Regions from separate parts of the Mus musculus genome. Here regions 1, 3, 4, 5 and 6 are each linked to region 2. Evidence: chromatin contacts called from public HiChIP or PLAC-seq and Micro-C data. All regions are on one chromosome and are shown on one strand. The core of a region is the stretch at or near the end of the contact, and the rest is flanking DNA. Distances in the headings are between cores, read along the strand shown. Region 1 overlaps Gm46836 (a long non-coding RNA gene). Region 2 has its middle 35 kb from the start of 4930565D16Rik. Region 3 holds the start of Fbxw7 (F-box and WD-40 domain protein 7). Region 4 holds the start of Tlr2 (toll-like receptor 2). Region 5 has its middle 21 kb from the start of Tlr2. Region 6 overlaps Tmem154 (transmembrane protein 154).

What was found. Hi-C and Micro-C count contacts between places; a contact is called where the count stands out from the background. HiChIP or PLAC-seq counts read pairs in DNA pulled down with a chosen protein or histone mark.
Region 1: a contact with region 2 is called in a FOXA1 HiChIP or PLAC-seq map of pancreatic cancer cells. The contact joins two enhancer-like sites. A contact is called at or near these places in 5 of 484 Hi-C or Micro-C datasets (ECoMG-derived neutrophils, the N1E-115 cell line, bone marrow-derived macrophages and 2 more) and 3 of 115 datasets of contacts at active chromatin or transcription factors (bone marrow-derived macrophages, embryonic stem cells and pancreatic cancer cells).
Region 3: a contact with region 2 is called in a Micro-C map of the G1E-ER4 cell line. The contact joins the promoter of Fbxw7 here to the enhancer-like site in region 2. A contact is called at or near these places in 1 of 39 promoter capture datasets (neutrophils), 4 of 484 Hi-C or Micro-C datasets (the C2C12 cell line, the G1E-ER4 cell line, embryonic stem cells and 1 more), 13 of 115 datasets of contacts at active chromatin or transcription factors (the NIH/3T3 cell line, astrocytes, bone marrow-derived macrophages and 9 more) and 1 of 9 other capture datasets (macrophages).
Region 4: a contact with region 2 is called in an H3K4me3 HiChIP or PLAC-seq map of stem cell-derived neural progenitor cells, with 3 times the contacts expected there. The contact joins the promoter of Tlr2 here to the enhancer-like site in region 2. A contact is called at or near these places in 2 of 39 promoter capture datasets (the C10 cell line and pre-B cells), 2 of 115 datasets of contacts at active chromatin or transcription factors (large pre-B cells and stem cell-derived neural progenitor cells) and 2 of 9 other capture datasets (adipose tissue and embryonic stem cells).
Region 5: a contact with region 2 is called in an HNF4G HiChIP or PLAC-seq map of pancreatic cancer cells. The contact joins two enhancer-like sites. A contact is called at or near these places in 4 of 115 datasets of contacts at active chromatin or transcription factors (embryonic stem cells, large pre-B cells and pancreatic cancer cells).
Region 6: an HNF4G HiChIP or PLAC-seq map of pancreatic cancer cells shows a contact between it and region 2. The contact joins two enhancer-like sites. A contact is called at or near these places in 3 of 484 Hi-C or Micro-C datasets (the G1E-ER4 cell line, the N1E-115 cell line and bone marrow-derived dendritic cells), 3 of 115 datasets of contacts at active chromatin or transcription factors (extraembryonic endoderm stem cells, memory CD8 T cells and pancreatic cancer cells) and 1 of 9 other capture datasets (embryonic stem cells).

What each region holds. Positions count from the first base shown.
Region 1 is chr3:84,608,949-84,611,648 of GRCm38.p6, reverse strand. The region is part of intron 1 of Gm46836 (a long non-coding RNA gene); the gene reads right to left. Among named protein-coding and RNA genes, the nearest start is that of Gm46836, 6.2 kb to the right of the region's middle. Within about 2 kb of position 1,273, at least 23 of the 459 cell types and tissues checked have an H3K27ac peak or open chromatin away from gene starts, as enhancers often do. A contact at or near this core is called in pancreatic cancer cells, where this site is marked.
Region 2 is chr3:84,343,885-84,346,584 of GRCm38.p6, reverse strand. No RefSeq gene overlaps it. Among named protein-coding and RNA genes, the nearest start is that of 4930565D16Rik, 35 kb to the left of the region's middle. Within about 2 kb of position 1,439, at least 96 of the 459 cell types and tissues checked have an H3K27ac peak or open chromatin away from gene starts, as enhancers often do. A contact at or near this core is called in the C2C12 cell line, the G1E-ER4 cell line, the N1E-115 cell line and 6 more, where this site is marked.
Region 3 is chr3:84,814,219-84,816,918 of GRCm38.p6, reverse strand. It overlaps Fbxw7 (F-box and WD-40 domain protein 7), which reads right to left and starts at 1,342. Exons shown (of 14, transcript NM_001177773.1): 1 at 1,150-1,342. Gm35486 (predicted gene, 35486) reads left to right here and starts at 2,486. Exons shown (of 1, transcript NR_165832.1): 1 at 2,486-2,700.
Region 4 is chr3:83,840,224-83,842,923 of GRCm38.p6, reverse strand. It overlaps Tlr2 (toll-like receptor 2), which reads left to right and starts at 1,316. Exons shown (of 3, transcript NM_011905.3): 1 at 1,316-1,404; 2 at 1,788-2,035.
Region 5 is chr3:83,861,734-83,864,433 of GRCm38.p6, reverse strand. No RefSeq gene overlaps it. Among named protein-coding and RNA genes, the nearest start is that of Tlr2, 21 kb to the right of the region's middle. Within about 2 kb of position 1,278, at least 223 of the 459 cell types and tissues checked have an H3K27ac peak or open chromatin away from gene starts, as enhancers often do. A contact at or near this core is called in pancreatic cancer cells, where this site is marked.
Region 6 is chr3:84,694,686-84,697,385 of GRCm38.p6, reverse strand. All of the region lies in intron 6 of Tmem154 (transmembrane protein 154), which reads right to left. Among named protein-coding and RNA genes, the nearest start is that of Tmem154, 30 kb to the right of the region's middle. Within about 2 kb of position 1,250, at least 106 of the 459 cell types and tissues checked have an H3K27ac peak or open chromatin away from gene starts, as enhancers often do. A contact at or near this core is called in the G1E-ER4 cell line, the N1E-115 cell line and pancreatic cancer cells, where this site is marked.

The DNA of each region.
Region 1 (2,700 bases), core at 24-2,523, 270 kb before region 2:
AACTCTGTGACTTAAGACAACAAACACCTAATTGTTACTAGATTCTGGAAACGACTGGACTGAAATCAAGGTGTCTGTCTGCATCTGTGCACACGCATGCACCCCACAAGGGTTTGCAGGGAGGGTCCTTCCTTGTCCTAATCAATCACAAGGATTCACAGGGAGGGACCTTCCTGGACTAAGGCCTCTGGGGAGTGGGGTTGGGGGTTGGGCTCCTGGCATTCTTGGCTTATGGTAGCATCATAAAAATCTTGCCTCTAGTCCTGGTTTGTGGATTTTTTTTTTTTTTGAGATCACTATATAGCATAGTCTGGCTTAAACTCATGATCCTCCTGTCTCAGCTTCCCAAGTGCTGGGATTATAGGCATATACGGCCATTCTTAGCCATTTCCTCTTTTATAAGGGGACTGGGCACTAATTTAAGACCTATTCTAAGTCTAGGATTATTTTCTCTTGACGTCCTTAACTGATTTCCAATGAATTACATCTACAGAGACCCTGTTTCCTCATAAGGTCATGTCTGGAGGTTCCAGGTAGAAATGAAATTTGGGAGAGTCATCTTATTAAACCTACTACAACATGTGACCTATTATATAAAATAGACAAAAGCAGGCATCTTAGTTACTGTTATATTGCTGTGAGGAGACACCCTGACCAAGGCAATGCCCATAAAAGAAACCATTGAACTGCGGGCTTGCTTACAGTTTCAGAAGGTTAGTCCATCAGTTTCAGTAGCATTATGACAGGGAGCATGGTTGCAAGCATGGTGCTGGAACAGTTGCTGAGAGCTACATCCTAGTAGACAAGCAGGGGTGGGGATGGGGAGAGGAAGGGAGAGGGAGAGGGAGAGGTAGAGGTAGAGGGAGAGGGAGAGGGAGAGGGAGAGGGAGAGGGAGAGGGAGAGGGAGAGGGAGAGGGAGAGGGAGAGGGAGAGGGAGGTTCAGGGAGAAGGAGAGGGAGGGAAAGGGAGAGGGAGAGGGAGGGAGAGGGAGAGGGAGAGGGAGGGGGAGGGAGGGAGAGGGAGGGAGAGGGAGGGAGGGAGAGAGTGGTCAAGAGAGGCTGATCCTGAGGTTTTTGAAACCTCAAAGCCTGCCCCACCCCCACCCCCCCAGTGACACACTTCCTCCAACAAGGCCACACCTTCTAATCCTTTTCAAAAGTTCCACTCCCTGGTGACTAAGCATTTGTACGGGAGCCACTCTCACCCAGCCACCACCGCAAGAGACTGGTTATTGATTTACATGGGGTGAGATAGCCAGCGACTGGCAACAGTCAGAAGCAATCTAGGCTGGGAGTGTTAGCTCCACGGTCCAGCAGGCACCTGGCACGGATAGCATGTCCTGATTCACACTCATAAAAGCAAACAAGACTTTTATATCCCGAAGGACACTGCTTCCCAGATGCTGGAACCGATCAAGAAGTCTTTCCGAATAAACCCCGTATGCTCTGTACTGACACCTCAGAGCCCTTGGCTTCCCCTCACCAGCTTCAAAGGATCTCTGAGCAGAGGCTCTGATGCACATTCTCCAGGTCCTGGGGAGGCTGGCATCAGAGCCACCATGGGTGCACACAGAATGTGATAAATAAGGGAAGTGCTATCTATCATGCTTCTCTGTATGTTAACCTATATAGTAAGGACTGAAACCCAGTCCCCCCAGCCCCCACTGCTCTCCGCAGCCTCTCCTTTCATTTCTGTTAACTAACCTGTAAGAAGCTGGATTTAATAACAGATGACACATGTCAATGTAAGAATAAGTTAAACATATCTTGTGATGTCCCATTGAACATATAGCCATGTGCTGATAAATGTCCATCAAACTATCAATTATATGCAATGCAATATTCTTTAAATAAAATTTTATATAGTAACTTCTATATGCAAAGAATGTATGTATTTATAAAAAATACTTCCTTGTATTTGTCGCCTAATTACCAATTGCCCTCTGTCTTAGTTAAGGTTTTACTGCTGTGAACAGACACCATGGCCAAGTCTTATAAAGTACGGCATTTCATCGGGGCTGGCTTAAAGGTTCAGAGGTTCAGTTCATTATCATCAAGGTGGGGACATGGCAACATCCAGGCAGGTGTGGTGCAGGCAGAGCTGAGAGTTCTATGTTTTCATCTTAAGGCTGCTAATGGAAGACTGACTTCTAGGCAGTTAGGGTGAGGGTCTTAAACTCATGCCCCCAGTGACAAACCTACTCCAACAAGGCCATATCTCCTAATAGTGCCACTCCCTGGGCCAAGCACATACAAACCATCACACCCTCCCTCTCTCCCTCTCTTCTTCCCTCCTTTCTCTCCTCTTTCCTTACTTCCATCTATCCATTATTCCTTCCTTCCGATCTACCTATCTATCTGATCATTCTATCTATCTATCTATCTATCTATCTATCTATCTATCTATCTATCTATCTATCTATCTTATCTATCCTATCTATCCTATCTATCTATCTATCTATCTATCTATCTATCTATCTATCTATCTATCTATCTATCTTTATGTATCTGTATCTATAAGAGCTCACTAAGTTGCCCAGGCTGCCTTCAAACTCATGAGCTTCCAACCTCAGCCTTTCAAGTGATTGGGATTACAGGCATGCACCAGTGTGCCTGACCCACTGCCCTTTATGCCATGCCCTTTTTATTTTTTCTTATATAGTAAAAATAATAGTAGATATAGTAATTTAATGGCAAAAA
Region 2 (2,700 bases), core at 190-2,689:
TGAAGAGGGACTGAGAACTCCTCAATCTTACACCAACCTCAGTGGCTTTCAAAGAGATATTTTTATTTTCTTTCTTCTTTTCTTTTTCTCTTAAGACAGGATTTTGCTGTGTAGCCTGTGCTCCATTTGAACCCCCAGCAGTCCTCCTGGCTCAGCCTCCCAAGTACAGCAATTGTAGGCATGTGCCACACAGCACCCAGATTAATCGTTTTACTTTTTAAAAATTACTTTTCAATAGCTGATAGGCCTTGTTTCTCTTCCAGTGTAAAAACTTAGAAAACTGTTACAAAGAGCGTGATGACTGGGAAGATGTACTTCTTGCTGGCAAACAATTTTACTGCTTTGCTTAAATAGAAGTTAGCCCAGACTGTGGGCCCATTTCTTACTCTGCTTGTGGGTGAAGCAGAGTGGGGGAGCTGTGGCTACTGAAGGAACGTTGGGGAGCCAGCATCTCCTTCCAGATACTTCCAGATGAATACAGGTTTATACTGCAGTAGGGGCAGAGGTAACAGTAACCTTGCAGTTTGAGATTCTGTACTCTCATGAAACAGATCCGCCTGCCTCCTTCAGCTTTACCCACTCTCCTTGGAAGACGACAATGTGCGGATGTTACTACCAGTTTTATGACCCGACCTGTGTGCACAAGAGCGCACATGCTGAACGTTAAGGTGGAAGAAGCCTTGTTCTCACCATTTTCCCTTCCCTTCGCAGGTCTCTATTGAAGTCCCATTTCCATCTTTCAGGGTTTGTCTCAGGACATGGCGATGTGCCAGGCATAGTTAGTGTGACCAGCATGTCTCTTACTCTAACCATATACTGAGGACAAGTCTGTGGCTTCTCGGGGGCCCAGCATTTCCTGGCATGTGTGTTGTGAAGCTGTCTATAGTCTCTGGTTCTCCTTGAAATGTCCAGCTAGAGACTCAAAGCCTCTGTAGGAAGCCAGCGAACACAACCACAAATCTATCGGCGGGGGGTGGGGTGGGGGTGGGGGTGTTGGGAGGAAGCCACGCCCAGTTTATTTCCAAACATGGGCATGGGGCTGGCTGTCTGAGGCTTCCCCGGAGTCTTATAAAGTGGGTTTGAGTTGGTGACAATAACTGTCTCTTTCATTGGTTAAGAAAACTCGTGCTGGTGTGGCAAGCAGCTACTTAATTCTTTTGAGTGCATGTCCTATCTCCTCAGAAGGGGAGAGATGGCAGGAGTCACTGAGAGGACCCCCAGGGTCTCCTGTCAATTGAACAGCAGCTACGGCAGTGTCGTGCCCTTACGAGTCAATCTCACTCGCTAAGCTCTCGGCTCTACCACGTGGAAGTTGTGTGGGTTTGCACCATTTACCACTGGGAACACATTTCCATTCCATTCCCACGCCGGTCAGGCAAAGCTCAGAGGAAATCACGCTTCCCCCTGGAGCGGCTGCAAGCTGATTGTATTGCTGGCTGTGCGCCATCTACTGGTAAGCCGGGGTAAACCCGGCTCTTCAGGAGAACTTGTGCAGCGTCAGGGACAACTGGGACTTTTTCAAAAGATTTCATCTTGCCCTCTGATTTTCACTGAAGGAAATTCAGGGTTAAAGGGGATGACAGGTTTGACTGAGTTCTCACAGTAGTCGTGTCTGGTGGTTAAGGGCAAGCATCCTGGCGTCTTCAAGTCTAAATCTCCGCCTTGGCAGTCAAGAATGAGTGTAACCTTGGGCAAATTTCGAAACTTCTCAGTAATCAGTTTGTTATCTATCCGACGAAGAGCATTGTGCTTGCTACCTCAGGGTTTTAAGGAAGATTAAATTAGGCAGCGCATGTGGAAGTGCTTAGCACTGTGTTTGACCCCCGTGTGAGGCAAACAGTTAGAACATTCTTTATCCTGCAGCTGTTGATTTGTAGTGACGATTTTTCTGAGAGATGGCATGGTCCAAACTAGTTGTTTAGGCATCAGAATAAAAGAATAAAGCACCCCAGATGGCATGAAGAAGGTTACATCAGGGAGACAGTGTTTGGGGGGCCATCGTTGGTTAAGTTCATTGCCAGGGACTAAATCGGTTGAGTGGGTGTGGATAAAGAGGCTGGTAGTGGGGCCGTAAGAAAGTGTCACCTGGCATCATCTACATGTGTCCCAAGAGACCCAGTGTCACCCCCACAGTCTAGACTCCTCTCCGGCTTCCTCTGTTTTTGGAATGGTGGCATTTATAAAGACAACTCTCTCAGAGCTACAAAGACCACACTCCCTAAGGAAACTTGCCTAGTTCCAGTCCTTTGTGCTCTGGCTAGAAGTTCTGTTGACCTGGAATCTGGAAGCAAACACAAACTTCTCCACCCCTGCAGTTCACTAGTAGACATTCTGTGTGGCGGCCCAAGCCAATAAGTGCCTAAGTCAAGCCATAGATGCCCTGGTCTTATGGCACAGAGCCGGGCAGGGATGGATCGGAGGTAGAAAGGGGGACAAGCCAGCTGGCCAATCTGACCTCTCTGTGGGTATGCAGAGGGAGTTGGGAAGTCGGTGGACTTAAATATCATCTGCACTCAGTCTGAAGATGCTCATTATAACCTCAGGTGGTACTTTTATATTATAGGTACTGCTTTCTTTTCTGTTTGTTTTCGGTTTTTGTGATGGGGTCTGATGTAACCCAATGTGGTCTTAATTGTTAGGTAGCTGAGGTTAGCCTTAAACTCCTGATCTCTTGGCCTCTACCTCTAGAGTGCCGGGGCC
Region 3 (2,700 bases), core at 93-2,592, 470 kb before region 2:
GCTATATAATGCAGAATGATAAACTTGGAGGTTCATTATTTAAAAAGAGGAGGGGAGAACAGGTCCCAAACATGAAATGTGAAAAACTTTCAAACAAATTTAATCATGACCCTCAATGGAGAAATTAAGATGGATGGATGGGTAGATAAATTGATACTCCCAAGTTTCTAGTCATTTCTACAGAGCATCTTTATTCTGCCCACATTTAGCTGTCTGGATAGACCAGAATTCCAGTCTTAAACTACTACCTATGTTCCTTGCTACATGAAATCCTACAGTACGTTAAGCCTTAGGATGGTCAGCTTAACCTACATATGTGAGCATTACTTTTCTATACCTCTAATTTAACACTCAGAGTGCTAAATGTTTTCCTAAAAGAGTATAAAGTCTCAAGGTCGACAAGTAGAGCCAAATAAAAACAGCTGCATGCATGCCCTTCCAGTCCCTAGTAGAAACCTAGTAAAAATGTGCTACCACTTAAAACATATTACTCCCTCTCTCCCTCAACACAGAGAGAGAGAGAGAGAGAGAGAGAGAGAGAGAGAGAGCGCTGCAGCAACTTTTACGAAATGGTAATTTATTAAGTGCTCTCCCTGAAATAAGTTTCAGTGGGTTGTGCATCTTAGGAACTCGGATTTTCCTGAGCCAACTGAAACATGCAAGCACCCTACACATCGGACTCTGTAGACCTGGGAAATAAAGCGTTGGGGGCACCAAACTCCCCTATGCACTAAAATGAAATCTGGTCTTCCCATCCAAGGCAACTTCAAAAACAATAGTTAGGAAAGGAAAAAAAAAAATTAAGGGTTGATTCAAGTGATTCCCACGTGGGAATCCATGGGAGTTTCCCTGAAACAAAAACCACTGCCAGAATAAGGTTGCCAGGAAAAGGCATGGGACAGAGCTGGCCATAGGCTTTCTCAGTTTAGTGTCCAAAAAGGTGCAAGTGTCCACTCTGGAGACACAGCTGCTCTAAGAAAAAACTCCGAGTACTTGCATTACTCCTGCAAACTGACACTTTCTCCTATTGGTAGAAAGGAAAGGTTTCCACTGCCAACCCTCCCGAGGAACAGCCGAACTCCAGCATCAAAGCACCCACCCGCTCCCACTTGTCACCTTATAATGTCCCCCTCCCCCGGGTCCACTCACGCTTCAGAGTCGAGCGGTGGCGCTGACAATGTGGCTGGCTCCCTTCCTCCTTCGGGCTGAGGCGGGCAGCTGCGGAAGGCTGGCTAGGCGCGGAACTGAGGAAGAAGCGGTGCTAGCGTCGCTCCACCAAGCAGCTACCCGGGTCTCTTCCGCGCTGCTGGGATAGAGGCGGCGGTGGCGGCCCCGCTCGCTCACCGCTTTTTCTCTTCCTGGGTCCCTGCAGACTGTGGTGGCTTCAGCCCGTCCTGGGCCACTTGTCCCGGGACAGTCACGATCAGAAAGCTCGAAGATTTTGTTTGGGTAAAGTTTCCTCTGGGCGGAGGCTGCAGCCGGCCCCCCAGGTTCCCCCCCGGCCCCACCGCCCTGGGGGGCTGGGGCGGGGAGGGGGCGCCGAGAACTCCTGGAGTCCCGCCGAGGAGCCGGGGTGCGGCGGCAGGCCCAAAGAGAAGCCCCCCCAGAGGGGGTGGAGGGGAGGGGAGGGGAAGGAGAGGACAGCGGCGCCGGGGCCGCTCACCACGCCGCCGCGGCCGTTTCACATCGGGGTCCCCGCCCCCCCGGCCCGGAGGTGGCTCCTGGGCTGGGGGCCGGGGTTCATACACTCCGCTATGGGATGCTACGGCCCCGGGCGGCTGGTGTGGACAGCGGCAAGGCTGGGGACCCGGCGGGCTCGGATCGGCGCCGCCCCCGCTCCCGGCTCCCGCATGTGTCGCGGCGGCCGGGACCCCCTCCCTACACCTCGGGGGGTCCTTCGTCCCACAGTCCGGGACGAGGCAGAAAGCCCAGCCCCTCGCGGGCGTCCTCTCCCGGCTGAGCAGCTACGAGTCCCGACCCGCGGCAGCCGCCTCCCTGCCCCCCGGCCGCGGGCTCCGGCTCGGGCTCGGGCTCGGGCTCCGGCTCCGGCTCCGGCTGGGGCTCCGGCTTCGGCGTGTGCAGCAGCCGCTGCCGGCCGGGAATGTAAGGGGGGGAGCCGACGGCGGCCGCGGCTCCCGATGGCCCGGGCTGCGGCAAAGGTCTTGGCGGCGGCCAGTGCACGGATGCCGGGTCTCTCGGATGCTCGCTCACTCACTCGCTCTCACGCTCTCCCCGGCGGCGGCGGCAGCGCCCGAAGCTCAGCTTCTGTCTCTCTCTCGCTCTGTGCGGGGCTCTCGCCTCACTCCACAGAGGGGCGGGAGGAGAGTGGCGCCCAGCGATGACGTAAGTCGCCTAGCAACCGCTCTCCTCCCCCTCCCTTCCCCTTCCTCTCTGCGCCTTCCTCTCCGGGCCTCTTCTCCCCATCTCCAGCCACCCCGCCCTGGGAGGCTGCGGCGCGTTCTGATGACGCACCAAGGGAAGAGGAAGTCGCGATCTGCGAGCGGGTGGGTGCGCCTCGGGCCGCGGGACTGCTGCTGCTGCTGCTGCTGCTGCTGCTACCGCCGCCGCTGCCGCCGCCGCCTCTACGGCCGCGTCAGAACTGAAGAGAGGAAGGGGAGGAGCCCAGGCGAGCCTAAGCTACCGCCTGATCTTACCCCTGACCCTAGGGCGGCGCGGAGAGGGAGCTCTGTCGCCGTTCCC
Region 4 (2,700 bases), core at 67-2,566, 500 kb after region 2:
GAGGGGAAGAGACCCCCTGGGTTTAAGGGAAAAATTCTGACTTCAAATCTCAGCTGCTATTTCTGATTCACAGGACATTTTCTTGTGAAAATGGGGGTAAGGTTGCTTGCTCTGCATCCAATCTCGCCTTGCCGAGGTCAAATGGGATCACAGGCACCCGAGGCAGGTGATTAACTTGTTTTAAAGTAGGGGGTTTCCCCTTACAACTGGAATATGGAGCCACATCTCCACCATGAAGCAAACCAATCTACGCTGTTTTCAGAATCACTCTGCGATGCAGCTATGGGATAGAGAAAGGGAAGTACTTAGCTTCAAAGCCATAGATAGAAGTGGGGGCCCCGAATCTTCCCCATGCTTAGAAGGGGGGCTGTTCTGGGGGCCAAGGAAAGAGAAACATATCTGTGCCATCCTTATCCATTCATATCCCAAGCACAATGCTGCCATTCAGGTCTGCATGGAGGCTGGTAGACTCTGTTATCAGATGCTGAGCAGAAATGGATCCCAGAGACATAAGGGCAGGGGGACAAAGTGTTGAAAAGGAGGAGAAAGAGAAAATATTCCTGAGCCCAAGTTGCAACCTCTGAGGATGGAGAGATAGCAAAAGAGTTCAAAAGATGTGTTTGAGGGAGAAGTGAGATTCTGAGATTAGAGTAGTTAGAGTTAGGACCTGGGTCTTGGCAGCCCTGGCTGTCTAGCCTATCCTTTTGGGCCTCGATAGGGTATTTAAATGATTATCAGTAGACAGCAGAAAAGTAGCTATTCAGTGTAGCCACATCAGGAAGACAACTAAATAATGAGGGTGTACGACGCCCCCATCCTAAGTTCAGCATCCTGTCACCACAGGTTTAGATTTAGATAATACAGAAAGAATCCATAAGTAGGCAGTTTTGGTCAAGGTGTGCTATCCCCCCGAGTCATTCAGCCATCATTGTCCAGGCCTCCAGTGTTTTCCTCATGGTGAACTGATAAAAACTCCCTGTGACTGGCACAGGGCTGTAATTTTTTAACGTTTCCTAGCTGGAGCATTCCAATAACCAAAGAGAGTGCGTCTCTTCAGAATATCCTCTTCCTTCCAGAATCCTTGCAGCAGCTCAACTCAGCCAAAAGGCGAGCTGGGAGGCAGCTTTCTCTTTAGGACACCTGGGGAATTCCCACACGGAGCCTCTGGACTTTCAGTTCTGTTTTGCCTGCCCTGTGGCTCCTGCCAGCTCTGATGCCAGGCTCCGTTCCCCTTGCAGACCCCTGTGGGCGGCGCTTGCCGCACCGGGGGCGGTGCTGGCGACCGGGAAGTTCGGGGCCCTGACCTGGGGACATCCCCTTCCCTCACTTCCAGGTCTTCAGTCTTCCTAGGCTGGTGCCCAGATGGCTAGTGGGCACGGGGAGCGGCGGCTGGAGGACTCCTAGGTAGGTGGATCGGTCCTGCTGCCGGGTTGCTGCACCCCTCCCCGGACAGGGTCGAATCGACCGGGGCGGCCGCTGTGCTGTGCGGGGACCTGGTTTCCAAAGTGAAGCACCTGCGCCCCCAGCCGGGCGGATCAGCTTTGGGGCCAGATGTTTGTTTCCTGCTGTGATCCCTGCAGGAAGAGGGACACCCAGGGAAGAGGGGGCCACCGGAGAGCTGCAGCCACTGTCCCAGAGCCCGCGGCTGTGTGATCTGCGTCTTTACAGCCTTTCTGGCCCTGGGGTCACAGAAGGGAGTGTCTGTAGTGTCTCTGAACCCTGGGAAGCTAGGGTGAACGGTGACGCTGTCCCAACTTACATCCAGTCCACCCCTCTCTTGTCCCCAGGCTCCGGGCAGGCGGTCACTGGCAGGAGATGTGTCCGCAATCATAGTTTCTGATGGTGAAGGTTGGACGGCAGTCTCTGCGACCTAGAAGTGGAAAAGATGTCGTTCAAGGAGGTGCGGACTGTTTCCTTCTGACCAGGATCTTGTTTCTGAGTGTAGGGGCTTCACTTCTCTGCTTTTCGTTCATCTCTGGAGCATCCGAATTGCATCACCGGTCAGAAAACAACTTACCGAAACCTCAGACAAAGCGTGAGTGGAGTCTTTTAATAAGTATCTTATGACTTCTTCAGTCCTATAAACGAGAACCTTGTGTTTACATCTTAGATGTCAGGAAAAGGCTTTTCTAGTTTCAAAAAGGAGAAATATTATTTCGGGTGTAAAACGCTCAGATTGCCTGGAGGCTTTTGATCTGACAGAAAGTTCTTCAGCAAAGAGCAAATGGTAGGTAAGGTGGCTGGACTCAGACGGAGAGACCCTTTTCCTCCCCAAAAGGGAAATATTATGAGTACTGGAAAATATCTTATTTCACTACACTCGAAGTTTTTTGTTGTTTTTTTGTTTTTTTGTTTGTTTTGTTTTTGTTTTGTTTTGTTTTGTTTTTCTGTTCTAAGCAAAGAACACTTGCACCTTAAACCTTTAATTAGTGAATACAAAAACTGCCAGGCATTGACAGTATGTTTTGGAAGTTTCTAAGCTACCAAGTTTTTGTTTGTTTGTTTGTTCTAAATTTATAAGTTAACATTTAACGGGATAAGTGCCCAATGAAAAATCACCCTCCCATTTAAAGAAGTGAAGCTTAAGGGAGAACACTTAACATAGGGAAACAATTCAGAACGTTCATAATGCAACGATTGGAAGCCTCCACATATTAATTATATTGAATAGAAGGTACTTCACTTAAATGATCAAGTTAG
Region 5 (2,700 bases), core at 29-2,528, 480 kb after region 2:
AAGTGACTGATGGCCACAAATCTATGGAGAGCTGCGGCCTCATGTCAGGAGGGAGCGTGGCAAAATGCCTGCCGTCCTTCAGGACCACTAGGGTTTCCAGCCTCTGCTCGACCAGAAACCAGGCTGCCTTTCACAGCCCTACAGTTCGCTTCTCTCTATGGAGTCCTGCCAAATGGAGCTCAACTACATAGTGTAAGGTGAGCCAATACCTGTATTGTTCACACACACACACACACACACACACACACACACACACACACACACAAAGAGTCTTTTATTACGTGTCCTTTCATGTGCTTTCTTTAACAGAATATCCTTTCACGTGTGTCTACTTCAGTGAAATGTTCCTGAGACTGCCTTATTCTTTCATCCCTGCCTATTTCAGTCAAACATTCCTTCAGGTGTCTACTTTAACAAAAACATCCTTTCACCTGTATCCACTTTAGGAAAACACTGGTTCACATGTTTGCCCCAACAAAACACTTAAGTTTCTACTTCAATGCGATCTACTTCTGTCCTGGTAGGAGACAGTCTCTACCAAAGCCACTTGCTAGATGAACACTGCTAAGCAGGCAGTCCAAACAATGGTCACTAAAGCTGTCACAAATCAGGCCTATTATTGTGCAGCTATGGAAACAGCTAACCACAAGGGGAGTTGAGATGTGTTCTTGTTTTAAGTGGGCTTCTTGTCCAAGACTTAGGTTTCAGCAGCTGCAATATTGGGAATAATAGAATATAGTGGAGAGTGTTTGCTTACCCACACATTCAGGAGACTGTTTAGGGTGTATCTTCAAAGAACATCTAAGACACTTAAATATAACCACAGCTATGTGCCTTCTACCAGAATCAGCAAAGTCCAGAGACACTGCCTAAAGGGAAGCCCTGAAAGAACTGGTCTCTCTCTCTGACACACACACACACACACACACACACACACACACACACACACACACACACGGGACTGGTTCCTTCGGTATGAATTACTCAGTTCATCTCCCTCTCTATTTTGTGAGCTTCTCAAGGGCAGAGAGAACCCTGTCTTCCCTCTGGTCACCCCCACTGGCTGGCTAAGGCAGGCTCCTAAGAGGGTACACAAACTCTTGCTTGTGACAAGCACTCACTCAGCACCTCTCTGGTACCCAGTGGTTGTCCTAGCACTCCTCTGCAGCAAAACCTTTCTGAACCAGCCTGAGGGGAGGGGCCTGGTGTGAGGCCAGGCATGGGGAGGGCTCAATCAGAGGAAATATAGATGTCACAGCTTGCCACTTTCATTTCCTAAAACTGAAACTTGTCTAAAGGGACTTATGCAACAGTGGAATTTCAGCTCAGTCACTCACTGGAGCCCAGGGGCTGGGGTGGAGCCAGTCCTAGAATAACTCTGGATGCCTCTAGACTTGTTATGAAGTTTCTGAGGGAGAGCCAGCTCGTTCTCAGCTGACTCCAGTTGGTCCTTGTCCTTGGAAAACTGTGGAAATCCCCTGCTTCTCCCTACGCGAGGGCTGGGCTCCTCATATCTGAGAGGAAAGTTGTCATTTGCTGTTGACCTGGGCAGTCCTGGCCTGGAGCCTTCCCTTAACAGAAACATCATTGGGTTTTCCTCAGAGAAACTGGCCATGCACTTGGTGGAATAAAACAGCTTGAACTGATTCATATAAAATGTAAATGACTGAGAGTCTGATTATAATCACATTCCTTTTTGTTGTTTGTTTTGTTTTGTTTTGTTTTGGGACAGGGTTTCACGCAGCCTAGGGGGGCTCCAAACTTCAGATCTCCCTGTCGTCATCTCCCAAGTTTGGGATTCCGTGTGTGAGCTAACAGACACAGCCAAGTCAGTACTTTCAAGGATACAATTCCGTGAGCAACCATAGGCTCCTTAGTTCTTCCCTCAAGTAATAGCTGTTAGTGGAGTCTGTTTTCTCAAGAGTTGAATGATGGGAGAATCCTGGCCCACTGTTTGGTCTGCACCATAGATGCCCTCAGCGAAGGAGCAGTGGAAAATTAACTGTGGAGGGTGGAGAAGAAGGGAGGGAGAGGAAAGGGGAAAGGGAAGAGAGGGAAAAGAGGGGAGAGAGGGGAGAGGAAAGAGAGGGGAGAGGGGAGAGAGATTGTTCCCTGATAATTTTCCTGCAATCAGTTTGTATTCTTTATTTTCTTAGAAACAAATGCTTTTTAGGAAAGGTGAGTCACAGTTAGTTAATCTAGCTATCTTTATGCATTCACAGTTTTTTTTCCCTGTAGTTGTTATCTTTTGCCAACATAGCTTTGGAGCACTGTAATTTAGTGAGTCCAGATATTCCTCTGCAGTGGACCTACAATTCTATTTCTTAGCTCATTCAACCCATAACTGTGTAATTTCTGCCATCCTATTATTTATTATTATTATTACTCTCCTGCCTTGTGTTTCTGCATGCATATGGGCAGGCAGCTTCATTTTTCCACTTTATTTTCTATAACATAAATGTATTGTTTGGCTGTTCTTAACAGTCCAACTTGTATCTAGCACTTATGAACACCAGGCACCATTTGTGCCCTGTGCACACACTTCCTTACAAACATTTACAAACATTTTACAGCCAGGATAACTTGATTCAGATTTCACAGCCAGCAAGGTAGCTCAGAGACTATGTCTCAGCACCCTTTAAGTAGCCAGACGCTTCTCCAAATCACTTTGGAATATTATTTTTTTCTTTTCTTTTTTTT
Region 6 (2,700 bases), core at 1-2,500, 350 kb before region 2:
TTATGATAGTTACAAGGTTGGGATCCACAAACAAGTAGATTCTTAACATCAGAAGCACATACGATCTGCCCGAAGCCTGAATCGGGGCCGTTATGTCTTTGTTTTATGACAAGGGGCAAGGTAACCTTTCCTAGCTTTAATATCCTCATCTGATGTCATCTGCAAAGCACACCTAACAATTCTAAGCTGATAGGGTTGTTGTAAAAGAATGAATGAGGGGCTGGGGTGAGAGAGGCTCTGGCCTCAGTCCCCAGCACCACACACTCAAATGAAAACACAGAGAAAAAGACAGGTAAAACCCCATGCTACAGGCCTGGCACCCGCATGCATGCATGCATGCCTCTTGGTGATTTGTACTAGGCAGCCTGAGCTCTGACAAATGTTTGTGAGTTACCTACAGCATTGTCTCAGAGATGTAAAGGCTTTAAGAAATCGTCTTCAGAAGCACAGCTCACATTTCTAGGGAGACGCCTTTTGTTTAGCTGCATTGTTTACTTCAGTTCCCTAAAAGCGTGATCTCTGGAATGCCATAGCCACGTGACTTGGTCCCAGCATGTCACAAACTGCTTCTGCTTTGATGGGCTATCGAGCAGTTCCCAGAGAGCAGCTGCCTCTCCGGAGTTTTGTGTGGAGTGGTATCTATCCATCCACAAGACCTGCGGTGAGTCAGCGGCCTCCTCCCCCGAGTCCCAGCACAGTAAGCCAGGGCGTTCTCCGTCACAGGCTCATTGCTTTATTTAGTTAGCTGTCTCTGGCTATTCATCATCTCTGGAAAATGATCAAATAAGCCATGCATTTTTAACTCTAGCAAATCCTGGAGTTCCCTGTTAAAATACCTTGGCGCACTGCCACGGAGCCACAACAAACACGCAGGCAGCTCCGCTTTCAACCTTCCCGCTTGCCTCGATGTGCGCACGTGCAGTCTTAGCAACTTATTTCTGACAGTGACATTAAAGAGTAATTTGTCTAGGAGTGTTATATAAACACGGGAAGAACATGGAACACCTTTCCACAAGCATATACAGGAACAGGAGGACAAACTGTAAAACTAAACAAAGCACGGCTGTATTTTCCTCAAGAAAGCACCCAACGGGCTCACTGCCAGCAGAATGGGGACAGATTCAGCTCAAATCCCTCAACCTCATGGCAGTGACTGTTTGTCCAGACTGGACAGTCACCCTGTCCTCCCGACCCCATCTATCTTGCAACAATCCTGAGTTATGGCCACAGCTAATGCAGCCATCTCTGAACATGGCGGTATGCCACCACTCAACCCTTCTGGGGTCACGACACTCTGACTCAGTTTCAGAGAGTGTGGAGTTGGATTTGGCACGACATCACATAACAATTAGATCAAGCTTTCTTTCTCATCTATACAAAGTCCCTTCTTCCCGACAGAGGCCTGGCCTGGGTGGAGTTAGAGAAATGAGGCTCGGAATCGGCCCAAGATACAGAGATCATGCCTGCTGTGGAGACACACTCTGGGACACACACACACACACACACACACACACAGTCTTTAACAGTGTCCTTCTGGCTGGAGAACACAAACTATTACGTTCTATCCCTTGTGGTACTGCAAATCTAGTTCACTCTTGTTTGGGGTGGTGGGGACTAGATAGGGAACACTGGGGGCAGTCACTGACACTTTAATGCCTCGACCTTTCTCTGCACGGTCACACAGTGTAAACTCTCCACCTCTGGATGGTGATGAGCAGCAGCAAACGGGAGCGTGGCTACGTCTGTGCCTCCCTGTCTGTGCTCATGTGGTCCACGGTGCAGACAGAAGCTCTGAGTGTCTGACTAGACATGAGTCAGGAGAAAGGAAGCAGCAGGCTAGCCTGGGCCAGGTGGACGATGTCTGGACTGTATGCTATCTAGTGCATTTGGGAGGTGCCGTGTGGGTGGGGTTTGACAAAGGACTTCATTGTCTAGAGACTTGGAACAGTTGATTATAAGCCCACCGAATGGATCTGTTCAGCTCTGGGCTACCTCTGCTTGTCCTGTGCTGAGTCCACTATAGCAGCTTTTGTGCACCACAAGTCACAGAACAGGGGATTGCAGAGAAAGGCCACTAAGGTGGAAAATAAGAATATGGAACTCTTCTCCCCTAAACTCTTTTCTTGTCCTTTCCTGTCATTGTTTCGTAAACATGACAACCTCACTGCAAAGGGCTTGTAGTAGTTTGTACAGACCTGGTCCTTACTAACATCCTATTTGGGGGCTGAGCATGTACATTTCAAGAAAAATGTCTACTCTGAGGTAAATTTTGTGCAATTAATATACCCTAAATATAGATTATATGTTACATGTTACATGTCACATGTCACACATTACATATCATACTATATTATATATGACATGTTATATATTATATCATAATTTGATATATTAATATATAGTGTATTATATTACAATCTTATATTAATTAATATAATTTAGTAATCACTTTATCAATTATTATATATAATTATATAATACCAATTAATTTATGATCAGTTATAAATATTAAATTGTGCTAATTTAAATAAATGTAAATAAAATTGTGTTATTATGTGATTAATAAATAATATATATTATCATATACATTAAAGTGTCAATCTGTGTCAATGCTGCTATTGTCCCAATACTCAAGAAGATTATGAGTTCAAGGCCAGCCTGGGCTACATAGTATGATCCAGAGTTAAAGAAAGAAGCAGA